Linked DNA regions of Mus musculus: all the other regions are linked to region 1. A link is a contact called in public Hi-C and HiChIP or PLAC-seq data. All regions are on one chromosome and are shown on one strand. The core of a region is the stretch at or near the end of the contact, and the rest is flanking DNA. Distances in the headings are between cores, read along the strand shown.

Evidence for each region. Hi-C and Micro-C count contacts between places; a contact is called where the count stands out from the background. HiChIP or PLAC-seq counts read pairs in DNA pulled down with a chosen protein or histone mark.
Region 2: a contact with region 1 is called in an HNF4G HiChIP or PLAC-seq map of pancreatic cancer cells. The contact joins two enhancer-like sites. A contact is called at or near these places in 1 of 484 Hi-C or Micro-C datasets (muscle stem cells) and 1 of 115 datasets of contacts at active chromatin or transcription factors (pancreatic cancer cells).
Region 3: a contact with region 1 is called in a Hi-C map of muscle stem cells, with 2.8 times the contacts expected there. The contact joins the promoter of Rab22a here to the enhancer-like site in region 1. A contact is called at or near these places in 5 of 484 Hi-C or Micro-C datasets (muscle stem cells, nephron progenitors and uterus), 2 of 115 datasets of contacts at active chromatin or transcription factors (the 230-238 cell line and pancreatic cancer cells) and 1 of 9 other capture datasets (pancreatic islet).

What each region holds. Positions count from the first base shown.
Region 1 is chr2:173,789,048-173,791,758 of GRCm38.p6, forward strand. It overlaps the pseudogene Gm14371. Among named protein-coding and RNA genes, the nearest start is that of Vapb, 53 kb to the left of the region's middle. Within about 2 kb of position 1,379, at least 109 of the 459 cell types and tissues checked have an H3K27ac peak or open chromatin away from gene starts, as enhancers often do. A contact at or near this core is called in muscle stem cells, nephron progenitors, pancreatic cancer cells and 2 more, where this site is marked.
Region 2 is chr2:174,024,276-174,026,986 of GRCm38.p6, forward strand. No RefSeq gene overlaps it. Among named protein-coding and RNA genes, the nearest start is that of Gm30143, 6.4 kb to the left of the region's middle. Within about 2 kb of position 1,351, at least 32 of the 459 cell types and tissues checked have an H3K27ac peak or open chromatin away from gene starts, as enhancers often do. A contact at or near this core is called in muscle stem cells and pancreatic cancer cells, where this site is marked.
Region 3 is chr2:173,658,518-173,661,228 of GRCm38.p6, forward strand. It overlaps Rab22a (RAB22A, member RAS oncogene family), which reads left to right and starts at 1,328. Exons shown (of 7, transcript NM_024436.3): 1 at 1,328-1,624. The coding sequence starts at 1,589. It also overlaps the pseudogene Ppp4r1l-ps.

The sequences.
Region 1 (2,711 bases), core at 129-2,628:
CTCTAGCTGGACACAACTCCTTAATTTACACACTTAGAAGCACTGCAAAGATGCCCTGTGCCCAGCCCTTCTGCTCTTCTGTTGTTGTAAGCTGGCCAGGCAGCCAGTTCTCTAAGCCCAGACCTGTGACACATGAGCTTGCTTCTGAGCCTTATCCTGACCACCTACGAATTCAGCTCTCCAAGGCCTACTGTCAGGGAGGAGCTACTACCTATCCATCCCAGCCTCAGTCTCACTCCCATCTTGCTGGCCACATTCTCTTCTCCCTTTCTACTTAGCCTAGAACTTCTGAAGGAAGTGGAGGGAGAGGAACAGAGCCCTGACCCTCTTCAGCTCAGAGTCTGAAAGCCGGACTCCCTCCTGAGGTGTCTTGCATTTCTTTTAACAAACAAGACCTCCTTTGCTTGTTACTTCTCCCCTTAGTCTAAGAGATTTAAAAGGTACCCCAGGACTAAGATATCAATTATTAAATGCCCCCTAGGAAGGGCAACACACTGGGAGGAGGCCCCCCTCAACAAGTCTGCACAGTGTTGTTGGTTTTCTAATTGGGGGCTGGATGGCCTAGAGCCCTCTGCCAGTCACCTGCTGTGGGGCAGGCCTTCAGGGCCAGGGCAGGAGGCTTGACCGACCTATGGCTCTTTCAAGGGGTTCAGGACCTCTCGGTCCCTTGGGGTGCCTGGGACAGTGTCAGGTCCCGTGGCCTCCTGATCTGAGACAGGAGTTACCCTCGATGCTCTAAAACCAACTACCCCAAGAGAGCCAAGTGTCCTCCAGGTCTTATGTCTGCGTTTGGCTCCGTCCATTCTTTCTGAAAAAGCAGTATGGAGAGTGCTTAAAGCCAGTGTGTGCCTTGTAGATACTTAATAGCCCATCCTGAGCCTCCAGACAGGATGCGGGCGGCATTTACCCATTCAGCCAGTGTTTGGTAAGCTCCCGCCTGCAGGGCCAGGTGACACTGCAAGCGGGAGGCCCAGCAGGGGCCCTGACAGGAGGTCTGCTGTTCTGGAGATCCAAGTGAATAAACAGGATGTTGTTGATAAATGTGTGATGGAGATGTAGGGGGCGACAACCCAGCTGAGCAGGGGCTGAAGGAGCCGGAAGGAGTGGGCTGAGCTCTGTGAGAAAACAGAGATGACCACAGAATGGCTGGCATGGAGGAGGGGGCTGCCTGGACTATAGGAGAGTCCTCCAGTGTGGACGGATGATTTCTGCCCTTTGTGGAAGTGGGTCTTCCATCTCTTCAGGTGACTAGCTCTGAGCAGACGGGAGGTGGACGGCTGCCACCCGAAGCCCACCTCTGTAAGTGGGAACAACCCCTGCCCCCAGCCCTCATCAGTGACTAATGGCCCTGCACCAGCCCCTGCCAGGGCCCTAATGCAATTCCACCTGCGTCAGAGGCTCCAGCCAGAGCCTGAGTCACCCTGGCTCCCAGGAGAGGACACACGGAGAGGCCGAGCGAGCGTCAGCAGCACACACACACACACACACACACACACACACACACACACACACACACACACACACACACACTGCTTCTTTGCTCGGTGGTACCGCTGGGAGATTAAACACATTCGCTTAGAGAAAAGCAAAGAAACAACGGCCTCTGCTAGGCAGAGTCTGGTAGCTAACGGGCCTCCGAGAGCTGTGTACAATCTAAACTTTTTATTAAAAAGAAAAAAAGCTCTTTTGCTCTCCTGGGACTTGCACTGTGAAATTATCAACCGCACGGGCTTTGCCTCCCTGTCAACGTGACTGCACACACAGTGGAGAACATTAATTTTGTTTTGTTTTTTCACAGCCGAGACTAGGCTCTTCCCTTCTGCCAAGGAGAATGCTTCTGGGTCTCTCTCTCTGCCAGGGTGGCAAGGCCTGGGGGTTTCGAGGCCCTGGCCTCTGCCCACCACTTCTCTCCTCACTAAAAGAGGCTTTCTTCTGTCAGCTCTCTCCATAGTGGGCATAGCGAACGAAGCCCAGCCCGGAAGCACCCTCTGATTTAGCGTATGTAACCAGGTAGCACAGGACCTGCTGAGCCATTCCAAATGACCTTCCCTGTTACAGCAAGAAGCCCCCACATTCCTCCTAGAACGCCCTGACCTCTGTCCCCAGCCGGGATCTAGCTGACCCAAGCCTCTGCTTACTGTGAAGCCCTGTGCCAAGCCCCTCTCTGTGCCCACATGTCTCCATATGGAAGCTACAGAGAAACTGCTTCAGTCTTTCCCACCAGGGAGGCCACAAGTGGCCTTTGGCTTTCACCAGTCCCTGTATCCTCAAGAGTCACCTATGTTCTCAGGCCCTTTCCACCCGGCCCCAGGCATTTCTGAGCCCACCGGGAAGATGCTGAGATGGGGTTACATTGTCTAGAAGATAGACATGAATGAATTAAAAGCCCTTCTAACACTGATCAACATGTGGCCATGGTGGGTGGAAGAGAGGGGGGGGGGTGATGTTTTGGGGGGAGGCACTAATGCTAGTCTTCTTGAGGAGATAGTATTCAGTCTGAGACTTGAATGAAAGTGCCGAGGGAGGACATGTGGCAGAGATCCCCAGCCAGCCCCCTTCTGCAATCAAGAAACAGAGAGGCAGACACATCTGGGGTGTAGGGAGCCTTGGCTGGACGCTGCTGCAGACAGCCAGAGCTTCGGTGCTCCGTATAGGAGGCACAATGGAGGGATGAGGGAGGGGGTATTGGGAGTACGCAGCAGGCTGGGCTT
Region 2 (2,711 bases), core at 101-2,600, 240 kb after region 1:
AATTTACTCCGCTCCCATTTTCTGAGTGTTCAGTCCATCATGAGGTAGCACTGGGCTTTGGGGGTCCACTGTGAAATAACCAGCATGTGGGAGGGAACATGTAGAGAAACCGGGGGTTCACTCCATGGCAACAGGAAGCAGAATAGAGCCATAACAGGAAGGGGCAATACAACACAGAGCCTGGACAGACACACTTCCAGGGAGCTATTCCTCAGACCAGGCCTCTATCCCAGTCTTGGTATCTTCCAAAAGTCTACTCATATTTTAGATCCATCAGTGATTTAAACTATGCATTGGGTCCAAGTCCTCATGATCTAACCCTGGTGGTCCTTGAAGACCACCCAGACATGTGGTTTGCTAAGTTCTGGAATGTTCTCAGTCCCGTAAAGGTGACGATAAACATTAACTATCAAGTGACCCAGTCGCCTCTCCAGCCCCGGCCTCTGAGTCTCGGAGAAGTAAGCAGCACACTGAGGCTTAATGTTCCCGATATCGCTGGCTTTCCAGTTCAAATATGATATATTATGTTGTGGTTTAAGATCCCCTAGGACTGCAACAAAGATGTAGCCAAAAGCTGGGTGTTTTGCTGGGGTTAGAGTTTCTAGCTGGGTTATGATCAGGCTAACTTGACTTCAGGGTTCAGACCCAGTTGAGTTGGAGACAGTTTGAGACAGACTCTCTCCCCATCTCTTTCCCTCTCTCCTTGTTAAAACTGGAATGGAAGTTTTCATACTGGCTATGAGCAGGCTACTGAGAGGAAGACCAGAGAACTTTTTAACCTAGAAGAGCGTCAACTGAAGTGAGTTTTCAAATGAAAATACCAAACTATGATGTGCCTGGTGAACTGCGTGTGCACACATGGCACACATGGGACAACTTGCTGCTCTTGTCAGGCTTGGGTGTGGGGACCCAGAGACTGAAGCAAGTGCACTGTGTATAGTGTGTGCACAGGAAGGTCAGTATGACTATGTGCATGTGTGAATATTTAATGCAGTGTGTATGCATGAGAATGCATTTCAAATACAGTGTGCTCATGTGCCTATGTGTGCAGTGAGTATACAGTATGTGCATGAGTGTGTGTGTGCATGAGTGTGTACAGGAGGTAGTGTGTCTATGTACATGGGAGTATGTATGTGAGAATATACAGTGCAGTATGTGCACGTGACCATGAATAACAAATATAGTGTGCCAGTCCGTGTGTGTGTGTGTGTGTGTGTGTAGATAATTGTACATGGTGAGTGTGTGCGGTGCTCAGGTTTTTGCAAATAGGTGCTTGTACAATGTTCCTGAGCCTGCTTTTCCCTCTCTCCCTGTTCTTCTGTCACGCTAAAGCCTCATTAATGTGCAGAGGGTGTTGAAGTCAGAGCCTGGATGAGTCACCGCTGAGCTGCAGACAGTGGAGGCCGCTGAGCTGTGGACAGTGGGGGCCGCTGAGCTGTGGGCAGTGGGGGCCGCTGAGCTGTGGGCAGTGGGGGCCGCTGAGCTGTGGGCAGTGGGGGCCGTGCTGGGTAGGGCCTCCCCACTGGCCTCCGTTCTCAGCCAGCCTTCTCACCACACACACCCACCTTCCCTGGGGTGGGGTGGTGTCAGCCTAGCGGCTCTTTGGGAAAGAGACTTAACTCCAGAGGCTATGGATGTTTTTCTCTCTGCAGACCTCAGCAGAGGTTGGCAGGACAGACACTCTTTCCAAGATTGCCCTTCTCAGCACCCTGTGAATATTGATCTGTGCCCCCGGTGCTCAGTCTACCCATGCAGGTGTCTCTCACATGTGACTCTTTATTGGGGAGCTACCTGCCCCCAACAGAATCACCATCCTTTCCTATACAGCCAGCTTGCCCTTCTGGGTATGGCACGGAAGACCCAAGCACCACACAAGGTCTCATGACAAGGTCTCAAGACAAGGGTCTCATGAGGCAGGTGAATAACAGGAGTGCTTCAGGCAGACAGAAGCACCACTTGAGGTGTCTCTGTAGACATGGGGATTGCCTGAAATTACCACATTCGTGAATTGGGGTGCAAACCCCACAGATCTGCATGCTGACAGCCCAGGGCTTGCTACAGGGTGGGAGCTAGGGAGACACATCCTAAATGGAGACTGGGTAACAACCAGGCAGAGAAGTCAGTAGTTTCAGGAATACATGACTAAGAGAGCTACTCCAGGAGCAGGCTTAAATGGAAAGAAGAGCTAACTGCAAAGACCCTCTGTCTCAGGCAGTGGGATTGGCTGAGGAGGGCAAGATTGGATGGCCGCAGATGAGGCCTCTGGCTGTAGGATGGAGGTGGGGTTCTGTTCTCAGTGAAATAGGAAGCTGGGAAACAGTCAGAAAAGGGTGATGGTGTTATGAGTCACATTCCAAGGCAGGAGGCCTCTGTAGGGGACCAGAGAGCAGCAGAACACCTTCCCTGTTGAAAGGAGACCCACGGTCTTTAGAGACAGCTCCTCAATGACTCCAGGCTGGATCCTTATTTGTACTTAGCAGTGCTGGTGGCCATCTCTTATGCACCTCAGACCGTGTGCTCACCGAATCCTCTCCACATACTCTGAAGACAACGATGCTAGCCTGCTTATCAGGCAGCCCCAAATAGCACATTCTTCCTCTCCAGGGTGGTTTGCTCTGTAAGGGCTGACTTACATGTACCTGGGGCAATGTATGTACATTGACAGACTATGGTTACAAAGAAGGGGAGATATAATTCTGTTTTGCAGAGAA
Region 3 (2,711 bases), core at 78-2,577, 130 kb before region 1:
ACACTCAGGGATCAAATGTGCTCAACACTGCAATGGTCTACCAAACATTCTCAGTCAACATCAACTCCTGTCAGGGAGTTTCAGGTAGGGAAGGGAAGGGGACAGAAGTAACTCCTAGGGCTGGGACTCAGGAAGCCCCAGTTGACTGTGGTGATTTGTGTCATCTGAGGTGATTTGACCTCAACCACCAGCAAGCCTCCCTGGGTTTTTTTTTTTTTTTTTTCCTGCTCCCCTCTGGCTTGTGAGGGAGATCTAGTTCATCTTTGTAAATTCATAAGCCCAACAAATGGCCCGAGCAAGTAGAGGTAGGCGCTGAAAAACTATATTGGATAGACAAGCCAAAGCTTCGTTTGTCCATTAGCCACAAATTGGAACTTGCACTTCGAAGGTGGCATCTCTCTCAGCTACTGTCTCTTAAAATAATTCCAGAGAAGAAGTGGAGGCTGAGAAGGGTCAAGTGGAAGAGACCCACTCAAAACATGGAAAGCAGTGGGCTCCATGAAGACATGGAGCTGGCCAGGCCCACAAGTAGGGCGTCACTCCCAAGCCCTAACTAGGAACCCAAGGAGGTTCCTCCCAGGTTGGGATTGGCTTTCCCTCTCACAGCTCCTAGCGCAGCCAGAGGAGAAAGTGACAGGAAGACAAAGTTTCCAACAGACCCAAGTCCTAGCCCAGGAGGGAAGGGCACCTGAGAAGAAGCGGGCTCGAGATAGGCTCGACCTGAGGCTCCTGTCCCGTCTAAGTGCACCCCACAGTCCTCTGGGAGGGACCCAAGGAGGGGCGGGGCGCCCCAACTGTTACTTACAGTCCTCTAAGTCATCCTGCAAGTCCACAAAGTACAGAGGGATCTCTGAAAAAAAATCAAAAGACACACAAGGAGCTACACGGGGCTGCGCGGGCGGCGAGTCCCGGGCTCGTGCGGAGGTGGGGTGAGGGGGGCTCTCGGGGAGGGGAAGGGGAGCCGTCGGAGACCCCTGAGCCTAGACCCCACTCACCCGCCATCTTAGGATGTGCCAGAGGGCGGGGCTGGAGGCGGGGGCGAGCCCAGAGGCCACGCCCATCCCTCGCGCTCCGCCCACCAGCCTGGCCTCACTCACCCGCCGCCATCTTGGGACGGGTGGAAGGTGGAGCTAGAGGCGTGGTAGCTTCAAGATTACGCCCCATCCCGCCCCGCCCACTCCTTAGAGAAGATGGGGCTGAGGCGGAGCTGGAGGGTGGGGCGACGCTGAGGCTCCGCCCATTGGTGCTCCGCCCACCCGCCTGTGAGCTGCGAGCCGGCCGCCCCGCCCTCGCGGAGAAGGTGGCTGCCGAAGTGGGCGGGGAGGTCAGGTGACCCAGCTGGCGTCCCAAGATGGCGGCGGCGGTAGCGCCCGGGAGGCCAAGGCGGTGTCCCGGCTGTTGAGGTGACTCCGCCGGACAAGTGACGGGGTCGGCCGGACCGGAGGGCGGCGGCGGACGCACGGCCGCCCGGAGTGCTCGGCCGGGACTTGGCGGTGAGGCGGCGGCGCCGGGGGATGCTGGTGCTGGGCCGGGCCTCTCCCTCCTCAACTTAGGGCGGCGGCGGGCCCGCACCCCTGGTTCCCGGGCCATGGCGCTGAGGGAACTTAAAGTGTGCCTGCTCGGGGTAAGTTGCAGCGGGCGGGGTCCGGAGGGTCGCGGAGGCCGGGCGGGCGGGCCCCGGCACTCCAGGGCCCCTTGCACCCCTTTACGCTCAGCGCGGGACGCAGCCCCCCACAGACCCCTTAGGGCGGCGGGACCAGCAGGCTGTGCCCCACCCAAGGCCCCCAGGTGTCAGGGTGGCCCCCGGCGCCCCGGAGCGACGCCCTCTTTCCATCCCACAGTGAAGTAGCCCACAGGTAGTTTCCTTCCAACTTTGCGAGGGACACCTTTAAAGTTAGACAAGTTTCTGAAAGTTAACCCTCCCCAGCAGGGCTTTGGGTTTTATGCGCACACTTGGCCTCCTTTCAGCAATGTGGGATGGTTTTGAACTTTTGGGACGTCTTTGACACTTCTGCAAGAGTTACTTTCCATTAAAGTTCACTCTTCACTAGAACAGGGAGGAGTTACCAGGACTTTGAAGGTTCAGCTTCCGGTCCTCTCACAGTAGTTTGGCCTTTTCAGAGCCTTCTAATGATCTCCTTCCTGAGTTTCTGTTTTAATGACTGAAAAAAAAAAAATTCCAATAACTACATGGTTTTTGCCCCTTAGCAGGGTGGGGCTAGGGTTCATCCCGATTACTCCGCAACTTGGGAGCGCATAGTTTTACTGGTATATGTTAAAAGGCCAGTGAGTCCAGTCACCTTTCACACAGGACAGGCATTGAAGAGGCCTTTTTACTTTGGGAGGGAGCAGGAGTTCAGTCTTAGAGACTAAACCTAAACCTTGTACATCCTAGGCAAGTCCCGCCACTGAGTTGTGTGTCCCCAGTTTGCTTGCTTCTATTTTTTTAGCAGGATCTCCAGAAGTTGCCCAGGATAGCCTTGAAATCTCAGCCTCAGCAGGCCTTGAACTTGGAACCCTCCTGCCTCTGCCTCCCAGATTTGCTAAGATCGCAGTCCTGTAGCACTAGGCCGTCGTAGGTCTTTCCGGAGGTCCTAGTGTCACTTAAGAACTGCAGAATCCTTCCCCAGTACTTTCAAGATGGTTTCTCACTAGTTGGCCATGACTGGCACTGTGCTCAGTTCTTAGGCTAAGAAATCTGCCTGCTTCTG